3 separate regions of the Zea mays genome follow, and regions 1 and 3 are each linked to region 2. A link is a contact called in public Hi-C data. All regions are on one chromosome and are shown on one strand. Each heading gives the region's core, a stretch centred on a gene start, on an enhancer-like site or on the middle of the called end of the contact. The rest is flanking DNA. Distances are from core to core; before and after follow the strand shown.

The links. A called contact is a pair of places that touch in the nucleus more often than the background predicts.
Region 1: a Hi-C map of bundle sheath shows a contact between it and region 2, with 2.1 times the contacts expected there. The contact joins the promoter of LOC100279829 here to the promoter of LOC100277379 in region 2. A contact is called at or near these places in 4 of 25 Hi-C or Micro-C datasets (bundle sheath, ear and leaf).
Region 3: a contact with region 2 is called in a Hi-C map of leaf, with 4 times the contacts expected there. The contact joins the promoter of LOC100284971 here to the promoter of LOC100277379 in region 2. A contact is called at or near these places in 10 of 25 Hi-C or Micro-C datasets (ear, endosperm, leaf and 2 more).

What each region holds. Positions count from the first base shown.
Region 1 is chr8:24,979,955-24,983,438 of Zm-B73-REFERENCE-NAM-5.0, forward strand. It overlaps LOC100279829, which reads right to left and starts at 1,871. Exons shown (of 2, transcript NM_001152783.2): 1 at 1,611-1,871; 2 at 1-632. The coding sequence starts at 518.
Region 2 is chr8:25,173,048-25,176,425 of Zm-B73-REFERENCE-NAM-5.0, forward strand. It overlaps LOC100277379, which reads left to right and starts at 1,622. Exons shown (of 2, transcript XM_008657550.4): 1 at 1,622-2,273; 2 at 2,389-2,701. The coding sequence starts at 2,161. The coding sequence ends at 2,626. LOC100274451 reads left to right here. Exons shown (of 5, transcript NM_001148810.1): 5 at 1-351.
Region 3 is chr8:25,373,959-25,377,352 of Zm-B73-REFERENCE-NAM-5.0, forward strand. LOC100284971 reads left to right here and starts at 1,567. Exons shown (of 3, transcript NM_001157866.1): 1 at 1,567-1,922; 2 at 2,054-2,695; 3 at 3,112-3,394. The coding sequence starts at 1,685. The coding sequence ends at 3,347.

The DNA of each region.
Region 1 (3,484 bases), core at 621-3,120, 190 kb before region 2:
TGCTCACAATATGCAGGAAGAAGTCGGTATCCATCCTCAAGAGTACCATTAACTGCAGCCATGCTTCTCTCCTTTCCACGCCATGCCTGCATATAAGAAACAGCGACCCCATGCTGCTCTCGAATATCCTGCAGTATCTCCTTTGGCTTAATCTGCGGGTTATCCCTGAGTCTTGCCTCGACAGACCTAGCAACCCAACCAACAGTAGCCTGCTGATGATGCAGGTTAAGAACACCCTCACATTTGTGCTCTCCGTGCAAAGTCCGGACAGTGAAAGTTGGAACGCCGGGGCACTTGGCGATGTGCACACGCCAAGGGCAACCTTCTTTTGAGCATTTTGCAATGAAACGGCTACGATCAGATTTCACTACACGGAGTTCATAGTGCAAAGCAATGGCCATGTCCTTGACAGCCCTCCGACATGTGTCAACATCTGCAAACTCTTGACCAATGACAAGGGTCCGCGAACCTGGTATAAGGTTATGCTCTGACTGAACCAAAATCTGGTTGTCTTCCATCAATGAGCAGACCCACTAGGTGAAGAATATCTGTTTCTCTCAACCATAAAAAAACTTTCAAATAACTTGATAGCAACAAATGTGAATTATCTGTTTAGCTGCAGAAATACTGACCTGCACAGCATTAACAAGAGTAAATTGTCCATTAAAGCAACAACAAAAATAGTTTCATTCCAAACAGGGAAATGGTCTTGTGGCTACCGATCATTCGTGCAGGGTACAAACGTTAGATTAGTGTCCTGCCTATTGGTTACTAGTTTAGGCCATCTGCTTTGTGTTGGAGTGTAGAAACTGGATCTATATACTATATAGCAATCCAATGTCCTGTTTCCAGTAGTAACATCGTCAGTTTGCTAATCGATTTGAGGGCAAAGTTTCCTGAAATCAAAAGTTGAGACAAAAGGCCTCCCTCTAGGCTTTGACAGAACCACATCTCCAGGAGACCTAACATGCCTAGAATAAGTGTGACTTAAAAAATTCGTGAAAAGGTGACTTCAATGTAGTTTGAAGTCCTTTAGTAACCTGCATTGTATGCTGGTGAAATCTTTAGCTACACCTGCAGAATGGACTACTCAGATACCCCCCAGATACATATTTACAAAAAAAAAAAAACATCACTGACTAAGTACGGTTAGATTTGCAATGGTGGGCAGTGGACACAATCAGCTTCCTAGTGATTGAAGCCAGCACATCGTTGCTGAAAACACAATGGTCTCCAGTAACAATGGCTTGCTCCTCTCGAAAAACAAAACAAAACAAAAACCAATGGTTTCCTTTTATCTTTGCTGCTGCCTCCCCTTTCTCAACAATAAATTACGAAATGTAATTATGTGTTCAGAAGCTACTTCACTTATTCAGCAACCAAGTTTGTTTTTTAAAATAATAAACAACTATCGAAGTGAAAATCCATAATTTTGGTGCGTGGGGGTTTCAGTTGAACTCGTGTTTTTTGGAGGATACAGAGATAACAGTACCCCCGACCGCAAACAGCCAAACCCTTAACAAAAAATTAGGAATACAAGCCGACTCCCAGGGAAAAAAATCCGGTGCCCTCTTAGACCGATGCAGTCAGGCAAGCTAGGGATTCCTTACCAAGGGAAGCAGAAACCAGTGCCAGCATAGACAGATCTACGTTCCACGCCCGTACAGAAGAGTGCAGAAGGACGAAGGTGGGTAGAGCGCTTCGCTTCGGCGGAAGGAAGCGCGGAGGAGTTCGCGTCCCGGTGAGAGGGGCCGCCGATGGACCAGGTGAGACTAACAAGCCGCGACGGGAGCGGGGGAAGTGGGCAGGCAGCGTCGGTCGATGGCGTCGACGCGCAACCACGACGGGATGGGGAGGGCGAAAGATGGGCGGGTCAGATAGGGCTGGACCTGGTGAGTAGAGATGACAATAGGTACCTAGATTTTTTAGGTATTTATTTCATTAGGACTTAGGAGTAGATGACAGAAGTATATTATTCGTATCATATTTATTTTTATATCGAGTACATATATTATATATTATCAAGTTATGTTGGATGTGATTTGAATGAATATAGATATTTTAATATACAATTTTGACTAAGATACGGATATAAATCGGATACGGATCGGGTACTGAATAATTGAACTCGAATATGGATCAGATCTCATCCCTCTTATACAGATCGAGTTAGAATACAGATGGATAATATTCGTATCATTTACATCCCTAATTCAGAGATGGTTATGAATTAAATACTTTATCCATAGATTTATTTTATTGGCCAAAACATTCACATATATTTATACTACTTTATTAAGAACCTAATGTGGGCAGTACCATAGCTTCAGTCTCCGTGCGGACACTCTGGGCCTACCGGCCCTACCCCACGCGCCCTGCCTTGCCACCGTGCCCTGTGGGCCCCACGCCCAGCGCCCGCGCAACGCTCTCTTAGCTAATGTCCTGTGGACCCCACAGCGCCCGCTCCGTCAGCTATTGCTCCTGTCCAGCACCGACCCCTCCCGCGCAAAAAATAGCTTAGAACGAGCACTCAAACTCATGCACCCTGCTCCATAAATTTGGAGCTAACCACCAAACTACACATATCGTAGTGCTTAAAAATAAACAATAATTATATTTAATAAATATCTCAATACCTATTTATATGATATATAACAACCGTAGCAAAGCACAAGCAACTGACTAGTATATATATATATATATATATATATATATATATATATATACGAGTATTGGAATGTTTCGCCCTCATCCATACTCATGCTAACCCGGCATGAGAGGCATGTAATGCATAGGCTGAGATGCCGACACGTTGGGCTAGGAACGAGCACAACCCGTTACAATGCTAGACACGACCTTGGCTTGGTGCCCGGTCCCCATATAAACTGAGTGTTAGGTCAGGCGTTGGTGGTCTTCTCTGAACCCTAACCATTCTCATTTTTAATATGTCAGCACCGCTCTCTCCCTCAACCGTGTATCAAATTATATCTCTACCTCGACTCCTCCATCTCTAGCGGCAATGCGGGTGGAAACTATCATTATCATAGTCTTGTCACGCTGTTTGGACATCTATGGATATATGTTCACTAGTTCTTGCATCTTCCTTCTATCCTCCTGAGATCTCTAACTCTAACCCTAATCCCCTTTACTCAATCCTAAGCTAGACTATCTAATGCTCCTCGCTAGTGACTCTAGTGATCCAGTTGTGTAGGTAAGTTGGTGCTCTAGCTCAGTCCCCTTTCTTCTTTCTCCATGTCCCCTAGATATAGATTGATGTAACATTGTATTGTTCTTTCGTTATTGGTCTATTGTAGGTCATTTGGTGATGTTGGTTAGTTGGTGTTGCGTTAGCCATTGAGGAGCCAGAGCCGTTGTGAAAGATTTTGTTTGATATGCTTTCTATTATATTTGATATGTTCTTCATATTTTAGATTTAGATTTTAGACTATGTAGATTTAGGTATAGTGTTGTATATCTATTGGTT
Region 2 (3,378 bases), core at 372-2,871:
GGCGACTGTTGTAAATTTTGGTCATATAGGAACTCTAACCCAGTGCCATGCTGTTTGTCGTTTTGTCCACACAAGTGGTTGTCCGATATAGCACATGCTCCGATTTCATTTGTACAACTACCCGCAGTTGTGTAGGGTGCCGTGTTTGCCTAGTCGTCGAGCTGCAAGTTACCTCACATTGGAATTGGATAGGAGGAGACCTGAAACCTGGGGCAGTGAAACAAGTGGCGAGGTGAAGACCAGGAACCTGGCGAGCCTCGCCCTGTTGTAAGATGGTACGATTGCTATAGCCGTGTAATTTTTTTTTGTTGAATCAGTTTTCATTTTTAGTAAAAGGTTTGCATTGCCATTGATCGTCCTCTCTTGTTGCCCCGCCTCTCCTAGTTGAGCTGCTCATGTGTTCTAACTTTGCAACTGCTAGTCCATCTGATCCCTTTACTTTGCGATCGCCCTGAGCTGCTGAGAGTGCAGCAGTACACCTTGCAGTTGCAACGGTGAAGGAGAAGCATCTGACAGTTTGAATGGTGGAGAAGCGTCTGACGGTTTGAATGATGATCCTTATATACATTTGTGCCACCTATTCTCCTATGTTTCAGTTTTACGTTCCACTTCTTCTATATTTCACGTCCTAAAAAAATTTAAGATGATTTTAGATAATACTCTTTGTGCAACTAAATAATACTCTTATCCCATAAAATAAGACGTGCATGTTTTTTTAAAAAAAGTCAACGTAACTTTGACTAACAATTCAACCAAAAATGCATATTTTTTAGTGTATGTATGTTATATACCTGAATTTGTATTAAAAATGCTTTAACATGATGCTCATTGTGTATTTAATGATGGCATATTTTCAAAAAAAAAAATGGTCAAAGTTCTGCTTTAAAGACCATGCAAAAAAATAAAGTATATTATTATTATTACTACTATGGTTATTTGTTATTTGATTTTATATTGTAATATATTAAATATTTGTCGTTGTTTGGTTATAGAAATAACCCTTAGTTCCTGTCGTGTGTTTTCCTCTCTACGCGCATGTAGCAAGTGTTTCCAACGGCTAGCGAAATAAAATATTAGGGTGCGTTTGGTTCAATGTACAAGGAGGGATGGAATGAGGCCGCCACATTTTCTATAGTGTTTGGTTGAGAGTCAAGCGGGGGCGAGGTGAACACTGGAGTGATTTTTGGGAGCGGCGTGATCCCAAAAAATCGAGGAGACGATGTCGCCCCCGATTCATCCTACTTTGACCTCAAACCAAACATATTATTAATAATTTGAACCATGGTCTCTAGCAAGACCTTCCTTTATATAACTCATATTGGTTTGTATAGTAGAGAGAAACTATATATTAAATATGAAAATAGTAGTGATGCACGAGCAACTAACTAGTTGTTGATTGTTTTTGTAAATCCATCCTAGATCAAGTTTTGTCTTATTCTTGATTTTGCCTAGTTTTTTTATTCTTGCAATCGAAAATCGAATTGCAACAAGTATTTTTTTTAAAAAATAAACATGTGTAATAACCTTGGTCCGAAACGAACTTAAAATTCTGAGTCAGGCCTCAGGCAGTCAGGCATCTTGTTGATTGCGAAATCATTGAGGTTGGTTGGACACCTGGACCTGGACGAGAAGAACTCAACGAGAACGTGGGAGGACAAGACAGGAGGAGGCAGCCGGCGGGCGGCGGCGGCCCACGGGCACGGGCGCCACGGCCAAACGCGTGCGCCATCAGTCAAACTCCGCCCACGGACTCCCGTGACGTGGCCGGCGAGTGCGTTGGGGCCTTGGGGGAGCTGGCCAACGGTTCCGTTGTCGCTCCATCGCTGCCGTCCGCCACGCCATCCCCGACGGAAACTGCCCTGCCGCGGCTGCCTCACTGTCTGCCAGACTGCCCACCCGGCCCCGTCTATCCCTTGGAAAGTCAGACGAGAAAGCGTGCTGGGCACCGCAAGGAAAGCGACCACGAAACCGCGCGCCTCCTGCCTCTCCATCTTCTCCATATATACTACCTATCGACCGTGTCCGGCGGGCCGGACCTCTTGTCGTCTTGGTGCGCGCGCTCGGTTTCCCTTCCTTTTTCCCTCGCGCGCGGCCAACCTAGAAAGCGACGGCGGAGCCGGAGAGGGAAGGGGAGGCGGGCCGGCTGGTCAAGGGCGGACGATGTGCTGCGGCGGCGACGGGGAGTGCCGGCCGCTCGGGTGGCTCCTGGGCCTGCCCTTCGCGCTGCTCGCCGTCCTCGTCTCCTTCGTCGGCGCCGTCATCTGGATCATCGGGTGCGTGGTTTCCTTCTTGTTCGATCTTGCTCCCCTTTATTTTCTTCTTCTCCCTTCTCCCGTTAAAGTAAGCAGATTAACTGATAGCTTCAGTCCGTTTGGTCCGTGCATCCAGGCTGCCCATCTCGTTTATGCCCCTGCTGCCTCTGCGTGACGGTGCTGCTGGAGGTGGCCGTGGAGCTCGTCAAGGCGCCGCTCCATGTCATGACCTGGTTTACCTCCAAGATCCCCTGCTAGCTGTCCCCTGCTTTCTGCTGTGCGGATCATACATACATCTTGCTTTAGCCGGAGAGGTTGCTGTACTGTACTGTACTGTTGTTTCGTTTCGTCGTCGCTTGGTCCGTTCGTCCTAGTGCTACTTTGGGTTTCTGCGATTGATTTTTCAGACTAGCTTGTTCTTGAATTGAATGCATGGACTTGTGCTGCCAGCGCCCTGGCTAGCTACGACGATCAGATCAGCCGGCAGCCCGGCACACTGACTTTGGTCACGGCTGCCTTCATGGCGTAGGTTTTTGCGTGTGTTCCGCAGGGAATCCGCATGAAAATCCGTCTGAAATTGCGAGCGGAGCGGTTCCAGAATCCAAACTTGCAAGTTCCGCCTCCGCCTCCGCCGGCTGGGGCGAAGATTCCGCCGAGTGGGCCTGGGGGTCGCTTGGGTAGTTTGGATTTAAGCGACTGCTCCGCACTAGGCCAAAAGGCTCAACTTTCCTTCTCGGCCCATGCCCATTCTAAACCGTACTACCTACTCCGCTCCTAGGAGATTCAGGGTTCAAAACTGTATATCGAACTATAAAGAATTATAGATGTATCTCATATGTGCGTCAAAAAAGAACAACACATACAATTACAAGCACATAGAGATAAATGTCATAAATATCATAAATGTACTTATTACATAGGCGTAAGTCTTACAAAATAAATGATAAATATAAAATAAACTAAATCTTATTTCCCTGGCGCCACAAAGCTGACTGGGAGACGCCACCTAAATTAAGTCGAACTTCTCGCTGGGCGGCTCCTCTTGAACCACATGTTCTTCTCATGTGAGGGGTGTGAGACAGCAATGGTGAGCTTTGTCGGTACCCTGAAACTAGGGTACCCCTTA
Region 3 (3,394 bases), core at 317-2,816, 200 kb after region 2:
CTCGCGCGTACCCTCCACTACCACTCCGTCTATGACATGCCTTGTGTCTAGTTTGTAGTTGTTTTCTCCACATATTACAATCATTTGAGTGTAAATTGCTTATTTGAGAACCTAAACCAATTCAAATAAAAAACTTGTCAACTACAAAGATAAATAACTTTTGAAGTTCTACAACTTTTATTTTGACACTTTTTTCATCCGAGGTAGTTTACAAAATTTGAATTTTAAATTTGACATACTTAGATTCAATTTTTGAGAACCGAAATGAGTTCAAATAAAAAAGTTGTCAACTACAAAGTTTCATAACTTTTAGAGATCTACAACTTTTATTTTGATGGTTTTGTCATACGAGGTCGTTTGAAAAACTCGAAAAATTAAGGATAAAAATGATTTCTAGTGGCGGTTCCTTAAGAAAACCGCCACTAGAAATAGCACAGTCGGTGGATAACCGGATCCGTCTGTAAAAATATATCGTCTCGTAGGTGTTGACCATTTTTCTACTAGTGCATATCGCATAAAACATATTATACAATTTCTTAAAACCATATTATGTTTTGGTAAAACCGAATGCACTAATAAATAACATGATAATAGTCACTAATATATGATGGTAGAGGGACTATTTTTAAAAAATATATATATAACACAAATACCCTCCTTAGCGAGCACTACTAAAAAAACTACTCCTTCCGTCCACAAATATTGTTCGTTCTTACTTTTTGAGGAGTCATTCATTTTTAACTTTAATCATATTTATATAAAAAATATTAATATTTATAGTACATAATTAGTATCATTAGATAGATCTTTAAATCTATTTTTGTAGTTAAATTATTCGAAGATATAAACGTTGATAATATCTTCTATAAATCTAGTCAAACTCAAGAAAGTTTGACCGACACGAATTCCATAGCAACAAACATTTGTGGAGAGAGGTTTCGTAGTTAATTTATAGCGGATAAAAGATGTTATTATAAAGAAAAATAAAGGGTAACCAATGCAAAACCCAAGTAGCATAGTTAACATATAGAGGGATAAAAAAGTAGATAAACAAAAATTAAGATCCAGCATGGTAGTTAATTTCTAGAGGATAAGATATACTAAAACAAAATTAAGATGTAGCTTGGTTATGTCGTCGTGTACTGGTGAGAAAACAGAAAAAAAATCACCACTTTACGATGCTAACCGAGAAGTTTCGTTCTGAGTTTTTACGATTTGACAAAATTACGATCTTACTTGAAGGTCAGTGGTCAGAGAACGATTTTGACAACCTTTCTTGTACTACAGGCGGTTGTTGAAGTGGCTGGATGCATGGAGCTCAACTACAGGCGGACGTCGTGCTCATGACTGCGTCATGCATGCCAATTAATTAGCCACCACTCCATCGAAAGGACCCGATCAAACTTTAGTCTAGGCCAGTTGCACTCGTCCTCCTCTTCTCGCAGCAGCCAGCAGACCAATCGGGACAAGCAAACTCCCCCGATTAGTTTAAGCAGCCCGGGCCCGGCGACGACCAGCTCCGTTCCGCGCGGGGATTTAAACGCGCGAAGCGAGAAGGCACGCAGCAGGCGGCAGCGGCAAGCAACGAACGCGATCGCGCGCCGACGACGACGCGCGGTGCCGGCGCCTGGTGGTGCCGTGTTGCGGACTCCGCTGCATCGCCTCGGTCGGTCGTCGTCATATCATGGGTGTCCGGCTGCCGGTGGCGTGGTCCGCCGTCCTCGTCCTCCTCGTGCGGGCGGCCGTGGCGCGGGAGTACGCGGCCATCTTCAACTTCGGGGACTCCCTGGTGGACGCCGGCAACCTGGTGGTGGACGGCATCCCGGACTACCTGGCCACGGCGCGCCTGCCCTACGGCATGACCCACTTCGGCTACCCCACCGGCCGCTGCTCCGACGGCCGCCTCGTCGTTGACTTCATCGGTACGCGCGCGCGCGCGCGTGGATACAGATACACATGTTGCATTATTCTATATGCTGTGCTGGCCACTCGATCGATCGGTCTAATAACCGCCGTATTTGCTTGCGTGTCCTCCTCCCCGGCGATCGAGCAGCGCAGGAGCTGGGCGTGCCGCTGCTGCCGCCGTCCAAGGCGAAGAACGCGACGTTCCACCGCGGCGCCAACTTCGCGATCACGGGCGCCACGTCGCTGGACACGCCCTTCTTCGTGGAGCGCGGGCTGGGGAAGACGGTCTGGAACTCGGGGTCCCTGCACACGCAGATCCAGTGGTTCCAGGACATGAAGCCCAAGCTGTGCGGGCAGGAGCAGGAGTGCCGGGACCTGTTCCGGCGGTCGCTGTTCATCGTGGGCGAGTTCGGCGGGAACGACTACAACTCGCCGCTGTTCGCGTTCCGGCCGCTGGCGGAGGCGCACGACATGGTGCCGCACGTGGTGGAGTCCATCGGGCGGGGCGTGGAGCGGCTCATCGCGGAGGGCGCCGCGGAGCTGGTGGTGCCCGGGGTGCTCCCCATCGGCTGCTTCCCCGTCTACCTCTCCATCTTCCGCAGGCAGCCGGCCGGCGGCTACGGCGCCCGCAGCGGCTGCGTCAAGGAGCTCAACACGCTGTCGTGGGTGCACAACGCCGCGCTGCGCCGCAAGGTCGAGGAGCTCCGCGCCAGGCACCCCGGCGTGCGCATCGTGTACGCCGACTACTACACGCCGGCCATCCAGTTCGTCCTCCACGCCGAGAAATACGGTATCTTGTTTATAAGATCACGGAAATTCGTCCGTTCACGCATTCAAAAAAGTATGGGGGACGACGACGTGCGGGAGCGAGTAATAATTGAAGCAGAAGCGGCCGCGGCACGTCGCTGGGCGAATCTGCCTTCCATTCCATCGCTGGCCGCTCAACCGGAACCCAGGGGCGAATCTGCCTTCCATTCCGACGAGAAATCCACGGTCTTACGCGGGCAGGGACGCATTTCTGGGCGAACAAACGAATCAAGCGTGGCGGGGCGGGGTGGTTGGGACGGCTGCGTGTTGGCGCGGTCCCGTGACCTCATCGATCAGCCTAAAATAAAAAGAGAGCGACTTTGAAGCGCGCGGGCCTCTGCTCTGCTCTCGAACTTGCGCTCCATGTTCTGAGAAGATTGTTTCTGCTGTGCGCCGCAGGGATGCTGAAGCAGACGCCGCGGGCGTGCTGCGGCGCGCCGGGCGTGGGCGAGTACAACTTCAACCTGACGTCCAAGTGCGGCGAGCCGGGGGCGTACGCGTGCCCGGACCCCTCCAACCACTGGAGCTGGGACGGCATCCACCTCACGGAGGCCGCCTACGGCCACATCGCCAGGGGCTGGCTCTACGGGCCCTTCGCCGACCCGCCCATCCTCGACGCCAAGCACCTCGGCTAACGTCGTCCATCCACCGTCTTCTCCAACGCCGGCCCCGCCCGCCCAGT